Linked DNA regions of Canis lupus: region 1 is linked to region 2. The links are chromatin contacts, called in public Hi-C maps. All regions are on one chromosome and are shown on one strand. The core of a region is the stretch at or near the end of the contact, and the rest is flanking DNA. Distances in the headings are between cores, read along the strand shown.

Region 1 (5,197 bases), core at 989-3,488, 1.2 Mb after region 2:
GTATTGCTTTATTGCCTTCCTCCTTTGGGGATTTTGGCTCTCGGTGGTCTGTCCACAAATAGCATCAGTTGGCTTCTCCCTTTTGTAGCAGATCTCCTTACTTCTATTGATTTATTATTTTTTTTCTTCTCTTCTGCTAACCCCTGACCAATAAAAGTAAGATAAGCATTTTCTAAGCGTTATCTCCCATCAGCCATTCCTCTGGACCCCGTAGAGGCTCACGGACACGAAGCAGTGTTTTTCAGGCCTGTTTCACAAGTAGGAAAATCCCCGCATCTCTTCCCCTTTACATCGAGCTCTCATTTGGGTGTCCATAGTTTGCATTCTTAAATGCCACCTGTTGAAAATAAAAGTCTCATGACTTTTGCAAATTTTGGTTCACCCTGGTTTAGTCTTACACAGCAGTCTCGTTTCATGGGTGCTTAGCAATTACTTTTATTACTTGCTCCACCCAGCAGCCCTGCGGCGTCGGGAACTGCATCTTCTTCCTCTGTCTTGATCTGTCCCTCTCATCCTTTTTCTTTCTCTTGCTCTCTGGTTTTAACCCACGGAACCACGCAGGCACCCATCCGTTACCACGTGGATGAATTCAGTGAGCCTCTATATGTGCCCCACAGTGTTCCACTCGGAATAACAAGGATTTGAAAAGACCAATTCTCTGGGCCGATGGGAGCAGCTAAGGCACAGAGCAAGCAACCTCTTGCCCCAACGAGAGAGATTTATTGTTTGAGCATCGAAAGTCAGGATGCGCACAGTCCTAGCTGGGGGGCTGTGAGCAGCAACTAGTTTCTCTGCCAGCCTCAGTTCCCTCTTGGTTGAAATGAGGCACGTGGATGAGTTCCACGGGGTTTCCCATGCAGGTGGTTGCATACTTATGGTTTCTAGAGGCCCACGGGAGGTGAGTGAGGGGTTTGTTTGGGGACTCGACTGGCCAGTCCTCAGACACCCTGTGCGTCTTGTAGATCACAGGCCCTCTGACAGCAGAGAGTGGGGGGCGTGGGGAGGAGAAGGACAGGTCTGGATGCTTCCCCGAAACCTGCTTTGCGTACCTAAGACACATAGTGTACTGGAAAGTTAACTTGGTCAAAAAAAAAATTTAGGTTCTTGAAGACTGATTTTTTTTTTCCCCTGTTATTGCTGAAGATCTGCTTTCTGCGGTCATTTGGTAAATAAATAGCTTTTCAAAGGGAAACAAACAGCAGCTTTTTTGTTGCTCTGCTGCAGAAATCTCCGTGTTCGATTTCAGCCCCATCCCTAAGACCAAAGGCTTAGTGCTTCGAAGGGTGCTGGGGCCCCCAGAATTCTGGAAAGGGGCAGGGCAGGATGTCCTTGGCTGTGGCTCCCTGAGTCACAGGAGGCAGATGCCTCTGCAGGAGTTCGGTGGTTGTGATTTCAGTCAAGTTCCCGTGGCTCCCCGCCACTTCTGCAAACCCCAGGGAAGAAGCAGCCACGGGGCCTGTGTGACTTAGGAGGCAATGCGTGCAGATCATGTGCCCAGGGTGGCATTCGCCGTGAACTCAGGAGCTCCCCGGGGTCGCTGGAACCATCTACGGGGCACAGCAGGCCCTAAGAGCCGGCACAGAGGCCCCCAAACCCACACACCCCCTGTCCCAGCCCAGGTCTCAGCAGAACGTGCTTGGATTTCACTAGGATCTTCCTCCTGTGAGCACCCCTGGCCCCCCCCGGACGGGGGGCACCTCTGCATCTTTGGAGACGCAGGCCTTCCAGGGAGCCCGCTCCCTTCCCCATCCCCAGCGCTGGGACGGGACCCTGTTCCAGTTCCAAAGGGTTAATCCCAGAGTGAATTCTTCGCATGTGTAATTTAATACTTCATAACTGCTGAAAATTGGAGTCCACATAATTTATTTTCTTTGGTCGGGCACATTTGCCTCATGCTTGGCCGGGGCTGACTTCAGAGAGACACACCTAAAGCTCTCAAGTGTCCCGAGTGGCCCATGTCAGTTGTGCAGAAGGATTGTGGTCCTTGGCCAGAGCCCAAGGATTAGGTGTTCCTGAGAAGGTTTTTTTGGCTCTACAAAGCCCTGGGATGTCATGGGAATAGGCCGCACTCCTTTCTCCCCCTTGAAGGCCACATATCAACCGGGTATCTGACCCCTCGGAGACAGGCTTTCCACAAAGGTATACATTAAAATAAATAGAACATGCGACCAGAAAGAGCCGAAGGAGAGGGGAGGAATTGCTAAGTGGAGACAGGAAACAATTGCTTCATTGTGGAGGCCGAGCTCCTCGAACTGCAGAGTGCAGCTCCACCTACAGGCCTGTGCGCAGCTCGCTGCGGCCTGGGCTGCACCCAGCTCCCCCAAATCCTACTGTTCACCGAAAACTAATTGTCCCCCTCTGATGAGAGGCCTTGGAGAGCGCCGCAGAGGTAGCAAGCAAGAGGGGAAAAGCCGTTCAAGGGGGCTTTCATCTGGCTCCTCTCTCTTCCTCGGGCAGTAAATATTCTTCTCATCCTTGCAATACTCATTTCATCGCTTTCTTTCCTTTTCAACAACTTCCTCTCATTTGGCTTCCTCTCATTATTCCTCGGGTGGGGGGGGGGGGCTGTGGATTTCCCCCATTCAGACCAAACAGAAGGCCGTGTTTGTTTGAACACCATTCTTGTACTTCCTGGCAAAGCTTTTCACTTTAAAGAAGGCTCAGGTTTTGAGGTTGAAAGTTGCTGAGCAACTTCAGAGTGATAATTAAAGCCAACTCTGTATGTGCACATTCCCCTCTTTGTGTCCCCTCCTCTGTTTCAAAACCTCTGCCTGCCAAGGCGGTGGCCGCCGTCGGATGCTATTTCCACAGGAGACCTGGGTTTCAGGACAAGATCCAGGCCATAGGGGAGACTTGATGGCTCGGGGAATTAGTAATGGGATTTGGAGCCCTTCATTTCTAGGTCACTGGTTTGAACAGAGCCCAGGTCGGTAATGACTGTAAGCTGCCCCCCAGCCAACCCCCCCCCACGCCTGCCCGGCCCGCGCTGGTCTAGATTGCCTGCCGCCCCGGCCCCGAGTGCCTGTGGCACGTCTGTGCTAATGGCATTCGTTGACAACTCGGCTGTTAGACGTTAGGCCTAGATGTGAGCAGAAACAGGGTCCACACTAGGGCTGGGCCGCCCCTTCAGGGGACGGTACAGAGGGGGTGGGTGGGGGGACAGTTAGCTGTCTGGCTTTCTGTGGTTCTGGGACCTGGCTCCTCTCTCCCTGCGCACCCCAGTCTCCTAGGCCTTGCACTCTCATCCACTCAAAGGTCAAGTCCACAGAGAGGGGCTAACAGGCCACTGAGGCCCAAGTAGTTAAATACTCCAAATGTGTGTGTTCTTTAAAAAGAGCTGACCAGGGAGTTGCTTTTTTTTTTTTTTTTTTTTTTTTTGCTTTTTTCTTTCCTTCTTTCTTCAATTTCTAGTGCCACAGAATCACGGCCCTTTTATAAGAACGCTCGCAGGATCCCAAATCTGTGCTTACTGAAGTCTAGGGAAAAGGGGAGTATTTGCTGGGCTTATATTAGTAGAGGGTGTGAAAAAGTAATTACGGCCTTATTTCTTTTCTGTTTTATAAGAGGAGAAGGGCTTGCTGCAAGAGAATCGAGAGAGGAGTGGAGATTAGAAGTCCAGGGACGGGGGAGGCCGGTTGGCGGTCAGGGCCCGTCGGGCACGGCCCCTCTCCACGTTGGGGGGGATTTGCGGGTGCAGCCCCCGCGGTGGGAGAGAGGGCAGGAGGTGGCCTGCCTGAGGGCCGGGGCTGCGGTGCAGAGAACTGCCTCCCCCAGCCTGTGTCCACCCCGGGCCTCGACCCAGGCCCGGATGCAGCGCACTCGGACGCCCTCTCCATCTGTCCCAGGCCCCGGCTTCCCTGCCCTAGGGTCAAGCGAGGCCCAGCCCCAGGAACGAGTCCCATATTTCTGACCGATGCAAACATTCCCATTGCATCACCATCCATTTCTATAAGGTTTCTCATTAGGTTTCCTTTCCAGACAGGCAGGTTTTAATCGCGACGATTTTTACCAATAAACCCATTACAGGTGCTTACCACGTTGCAAAGACACCGGATGAGAGGTTCTAACCCAAAGAGTTCTGAAAACACAGGATGCTGTTCCCATTCCTTTCTGATTTACTACTTCCCTCTCTGCTTTTATTCCTCCCGGACAGCAATTGGGTTTTGTTTGCTTGCTTTTCATTTTTATGTGTTTGTTTTTCATTTCGCTTCCAAGACTCAATGCCTGCTTTTACTCTTTCATTTTTGTTTTCCTTAGGAAACATGGTCTTTTTTTACATTTTTGCTGGGAAGACGGAAGAGCCCTGTGGCCCATGTAAGGACTTTATTTTAGTTATGTATTCTTCTAACCATGATCCTTCAGGCCACCGAGCTCCACTCCTGCTTTGGGGGCAGCCGGGCAGTATCAGTGATTTCCCAAAGGGTCCCCATCCTTGGCATGGTCCCTACCCCTCACATCACCTGCAGGACGTGACCCCGTAGTTTTTTGTGTGCTGCGCATTTTTCTGCCTTTCCTTTGAGGAATCCCAGTAGTAACTGATTCTGCTACTCCGAGAATCACAGCACCCTGGAGTTGGATGGAAACCATAAAGGTCAGCCTCTTCACCAATTTCTCTCAAGATGGAGGTGTGAGTTCTGCTTGAACAGCCCTTGACCTAGATCGCCTCCTCTTCCAGGCAGCCTCTTCCTTATTTATTGAACATCACACTCGAGTCAGGAAAACAGGGTTTCATCAGTGAACAAAATTGCCTTGATAGAGTTTGGAATCAAGTGAGGAGTGAATGAAGACGCAGCCCCAAAGTATGGCACTCATAGGCCCTTGAAAAGCAAATCCAGGGAGAGGCTGCCTCTGAACTTCCCTCTCTGCTAAAGACAACTCCTCCCAAGGAATTCAGTTGTCCTAAGTACCCCCCCCCCCCCATGAGTTTCCACCACCGGGGAAGACTGGCATTGTCACAGGAGAGGAGACTAGACGTCCACACCACCCTCTGATGGGCTTCCTTACAAACTATCATATCTTTCATCTGTTCCTCTCGGGTCCATTCATTTTTCCTAAAAATCATTTGTTTCATCTAAGAGTCCTATATCTCCCCTTCCTTTTCCCTGTTAAATTGGAATTTAAGCCTGAGTTCTAAACTACTTTCCCTAGGTGTCCCCCATGTATACAGGAGGTATACATGTTAATAAACTTGTGTGTT
Region 2 (5,022 bases), core at 379-2,878:
TCCTCCTGGGATTGGCTTGTTTGCGCCTCTTGCACCGGGGGCCATCCGCCATGATCGGCTGCTTCATTGATAAGCGCGGATCAGATGGCAGCTCGCATGGACTCGGCGCCCTGCTCCGGCAGCACGCAGGCTCGATCTAGCAAACCAAACAGCGACAGTGTGGGCATCGCCGCGCCGCCGCCGCCGCCGCCGCCGCCGCCGCCCGGGGACAGGCCGGCCCGGCCAGCGCCCCCCCCGGCCCCGGCACCCGGCACCCGGCACCCGGCACCCGGCGCCCGGCGCCCGGCACCCACCCCTGCGCCAAAGCGAAACTTCGGCGGCCCCCTCCCCGCCCCCCGCCCCCCCCCACCCCCACCCCCCACCCCCACCCCCACCCCACCCCGCCCCCCGCGGGCCCCGAGGCGCTTTGTGTGCGTTCCTGGGCGCCGCGCTGCGCCCGCGAGGGGGGCCCCGGAGCCCCGGACCCGGACCCGGCCCCGGACCCGCCGCCGCGCCCCCCGGGGCCCCGCCGCGCCACCGACCGACCCCGGCCCGGCCCGGCCCGGCCCGGCCCCCGCCCCCGCCCCGCGCACCCCCCCCCGCCCCGCGCACCCCCCCCGCCCCCCCGCCCCGCGACCCGGGGCGACGCCGGCCTGCCTCGCGCTCGCGTCCCCATCCCGCGCGCCCCCCCACCCCCACACACAACCCCGTCCCCCCCGGAGGAGACACACAAACAAACAAACAACAGCCCCCGGATGAAGCACACTCGGGCAAATTGATAACAGTAATTATGGGGAGCCCGCTCGCCCCGCGCCCCCTCCCTCCCTCCCTGCGCTCCCCTCCGCTCCCCTCCGCTCCCCTCCCCTCCCCGGGAGTCCATCGAGGCTGTCTCCATCCCCCCCACACCCCACACACACACCCACCGCCACCCCGGTCCCCCGCCCCCAAATTAAGATTTCCCATTTCACGCCGAAATAAGAAGTATAATTATAAGCCTCTTTGGACACCAGCGCTTCCCACCTCCCCCCTACACACACACACACACACACACACACACACACACACACCCCTACACACCTCCCCCCCCACCGCCACTTTGACAATATTTACTTAAGTATTTTCCCCCACCTCATTCACACACATGCTCCCCTACACTGCTTCCCTTAAATACTTCCAGTAGAATTTCTCTTTCTTTTTTTTTTCTTTCCTTTTCTTTTCTTTCTTTCTTTCTTTCTTTTTTTTTTTTCTTCTATCCCCTCAAGAAAGGAAAGAGAAAGTCCAACCGCTACGGCAATACTTTGAAGCTCTACTTAAATGATCGTATCCTTTCTGGCTTCGAAACTTTTGTACCTAAAAATCGAGAGAGGCGCTGCATTTTTTTTTTTTTTTTTTCCCCTTCAGCTGAAACTGTCAAAACTTGGAGAAGGGGAACCTCGGAGGCAGGCAGCAGAGGTGGAGAATCCCGAAACTCGGTGGAGGTTGGGAAGATGCTGTGCCTCGAGGATTAGTTTAAACAGGGGCTATAAAAGATGTAACAGATGCAAACTGTAACACAAGGGCCATTAACCCTTCCTCTGCCGGGCACACTCAGTCCCCACGCCCCGCACCTATTGTCTCCTGTGCTCAAAGCTTTGCAGAAAACCTGGAAAGTGAGTATCAGTTTCCACACATTTGCTGAGAGGAGTGTGGTGGTGGTTAGTGGGGGGGGGGGGGGCGGCGAGGCAGAGAGAAGGGGAAGTGGATGGTTTAGAAAGCACCTTGAATTTAACCTAGGCATAGAGGGTGACTTTTAAGTCTGACACATTTTGTCATTTCCTGGCTCTCCTATTGATTTGAAATTGTTGGGAAAAATCCTGAAATCAGGAAACGGTCACACAAGTGTCTGGGATGAAACAGCTGGCCTGTCTGTATTCATGCTGAGACTTACACACGATTGCATATAAATACATGTTTAATAAAGTAAGCTGCTAGTTTTATGAGCCTGTGTGTGTGTGTGTGTGTGTGTGTGTGTGTGTGTGTGAGAGAGAGAGAGAGAGAGAGAGAGAGAGGGAGAGAGACAGGGCATTTGTGCTGTAAACTTTATCTTCTGCCTGTTATTTCTAACTCTGGAGTTAGTAATCTTGCCTTCATCATTACAGGGGGAGCATGGAAAATATATAAGTAGGTGGGAGATAAACACATTCACGTTAGCCGGGCTCATCACTGTTCCTGGGAACTCCTGCTATCTCTCTCTCGACTTTTCGGTGCCAAAGTAGGGAATGGGATATGTGTGTGCATGTGTCTCCTGCTCGATCCACGTCTCTATTACTTTGCCATTTAAAACACAATTCCAAAAGTTACCCTTAATTTACAACTCTGATATCCTGACAGCAGCTTTCTTCCCAGCTGTAGTGACCCCCCACCCCCCACCCCACATACACACTTTGGTAAACGACTCAAGTTCCATGAGGACTTTCACTTCTTTATTTATCATCACAGAAATGAGGTGTTACTTCACATACATACACACACAAAGAATAAAATAAAGAAATGAAACTCGCTAAGCAGACAAAAACAGGCAACTTTCTGCTTAGAAAACAGCCTTCTCCGGTGGGAGAGGATGCAGTGCCATATCTAAGAGAAAGACATGCCCCTGAATTTGGTGGGTTTGTATCGATCAAGTTTTGTCATTACTAACAGGTTATCTGCCAAGTTTTAATTGCTGAATACAATGTACTGGAGCTAGATGCAAAAAAAAAAAAAAAAAAAAAAAGAAAAAAAAACCCACAAAAAAAAACAAAACAGGGTTAGATTCTCTCCCCCTGGAGGAGTTTTCCTTCCACCATGTAGTTCTCAATAAAACTTTTCCTCGGCTGGGTAGCAAAAGGCACCTTTGGTTACCTGAATGGACAGGTACAGGGCAAATTATTTGGAGGAGGAAAAGGGAGAGGAAAGCAGGGAGAGGGAGCGGGAGTGCCAGAGAAATCCACGAAGTCACTCTTGGGAAAAGCTTGCCATAAAGGAGCTAAACCCACCTGAAATTCCTGCCCACGGACACTCCTTCTCACTCCAGACTCCCATCCCCACTTAAAAGGAGGAAAAAAAAAATCATAAAAGGAGGGTGGGGGGGGGATGACCGTACCAAAAAGGAATAAAAAAGAGAGAAAGGGGGGAGAGAGAGAGAAAGAGAGAGAGAGAGAAGAAAAAAAAAAAAAAAACCTACCTGCGAAGTCTTGTTTGTAGTTTTGGCCAGAAATGGTGAGAAGAAAAAGCATGAAGAAGCCGCGAAGTGTGGGGGAGAAAAAGGTGGAAGCGAAGAAACAGCTCCCGGAGCAAACTGTACAAAACCTCGCCAAGAGTGTCGGGAGGCAGGACCGTTATTCCTGCGGAGCAGGTTAGAACTGATCTCTTTCGGCCACTCCAGGAAACACAAACCTGGGGACGGACTGACGTGTTACGCCTCTTCTAATGACATTTTTTTCTTTTTCTTTTCTGTAGGAGAGAGAGGAGAGACCCTGAAACACGCGCCACCTATCTTTGTGGGGAGGGATAATTGAAGCGCCCTGAGCGTGAGCATCATGTGAAAACGTGATCGCCAAGTTTCTCTCTGGGAAAGGATCTGGGATAGATTATACCTTGAAGTCTCCGCAAACGCTTTAGTGGAAGAAATGAAATTCCACCTCCCTCCCTTCCTCTCTCCCTCCCTCTCGCCTCCCTCCCTCCCTCCCTCCCTCCCTCTCTCTCTTCTCCACGCCCCCCCCCCCCCCCCCCGTCAAGCCTTTGGCATCATTATCCTCATCACTAAATCCTACAGAGTACAGGGCGGAAAGCGGTGCACACCATTCACAGAACTGGAGAACTCTAAGGGGCGAAAGTTAAAGGGAGAGATCCCGGGTCCTCGATCCAGATCGCCTCTTGCTACACAGATATTTCTAATGACCAGATTGGAGATGCACATTAAGTTGTGTGGATTTCTCAGCACGTCTTCTGGAACTAAATTCTTTGCCCTTTTTTTTTTTCTTCTTCTTCTTCTCCCTTTTTTTTTTTTTTCTTTTTAGATGGCAGAGCCAGAAAAAAAAAAAAAAAACACTGCATGTGAACTGCATCTTAGGGTGTGCGTATGATGAATTTCTGGATTGGATCCCAATACCCAAAAGTAGTTTGACATTTTTTTTTAAAGGGTCTCTAAGTAAATTAACATAGAGCGCTGGGTTGACTGATCTCTCTGAATCTCTCTACATCTCGTGGAGACCTCACTGCAAAGTGAGGGAGCGTGTGTAGGAGGAAAAGGAGAAAGGCCATAGAGGAACTTAGCAGGGAAGGAAGAGCACGATATTAAACGGCATGGGGTCTAAGTTTTGGAGTATATATTTTTTTGATATTGCAATTAAAGTAAAATTAAAAAGAAAAGACTCCACCTTTGCTCTGAAGGGATTGGTTATGTAAATATGGAAGGGATTTCCTGGAGAATACAGCTTTCTACTGTATGGTTAATTAAATAATCACTCAAAAGCTTCCAACGTGACGCTTCTGTCGTAATCCAATCAGGTTACATAGGTCCTAAACAAGAAAGATATTTTCCACATCTGGAAGTCAGCAATTTAGCAAGTACTGCACATTATTAACCAATTCAGAGCCCACTTCCCAGGGGAATTTTTTTTGAAGTTTAAGTGTTCTTAACCAATGCTCTGCTGTTTTGTTAATCAAAAAGCTGGTTTACACTGCACGTAATTGGAACTAATATAGAAGTAAATAAAGACAGCCAAATTTGAGGATGCTGAGCACAGGCATTTATCGGAAAAGGAAGAAATCTCTTAGCCTCCAATGGTTCAGGCTCAATTTCTTAAAGGACTGTGAGACTTTTTTTTTTTTTTTTTTTTTTTTAAGAGTGAAAGTGCCTGAGAACCTCAGAACACAAATAAACTTCCAGCCCCACAGCCTTTGGATTTCTTGTAAAGGTAAAGGTGGAGGTGTCAATAGGACTACACAACCTCACGCCAGTTTTTTCTGCTTTCAATATTGTTAGTGTCACAGCCCCGTTTTCAGTCTGATGAAATCTGAAAC

Evidence for each region. A called contact is a pair of places that touch in the nucleus more often than the background predicts.
Region 1: a Hi-C map of skin fibroblasts shows a contact between it and region 2, with 2.9 times the contacts expected there. The contact joins the enhancer-like site here to the promoter of ZEB2 in region 2. A contact is called at or near these places in 2 of 9 Hi-C or Micro-C datasets (amygdala and skin fibroblasts).

Annotation. Positions count from the first base shown.
Region 1 is chr19:49,377,748-49,382,944 of UU_Cfam_GSD_1.0, forward strand. No RefSeq gene overlaps it. Among named protein-coding and RNA genes, the nearest start is that of ZEB2, 1.2 Mb to the left of the region's middle. Within about 2 kb of position 2,239, at least 6 of the 20 cell types and tissues checked have an H3K27ac peak or open chromatin away from gene starts, as enhancers often do.
Region 2 is chr19:48,198,774-48,203,795 of UU_Cfam_GSD_1.0, forward strand. It overlaps ZEB2 (zinc finger E-box-binding homeobox 2), which reads right to left and starts at 1,629. Exons shown (of 10, transcript XM_038565130.1): 1 at 1,108-1,629; 2 at 1-136. The coding sequence starts at 1,122. It overlaps LOC119864491 (a long non-coding RNA gene), which reads left to right and starts at 668. Exons shown (of 4, transcript XR_005374283.1): 1 at 668-763; 2 at 1,381-1,628; 3 at 3,202-3,352; 4 at 3,457-3,681.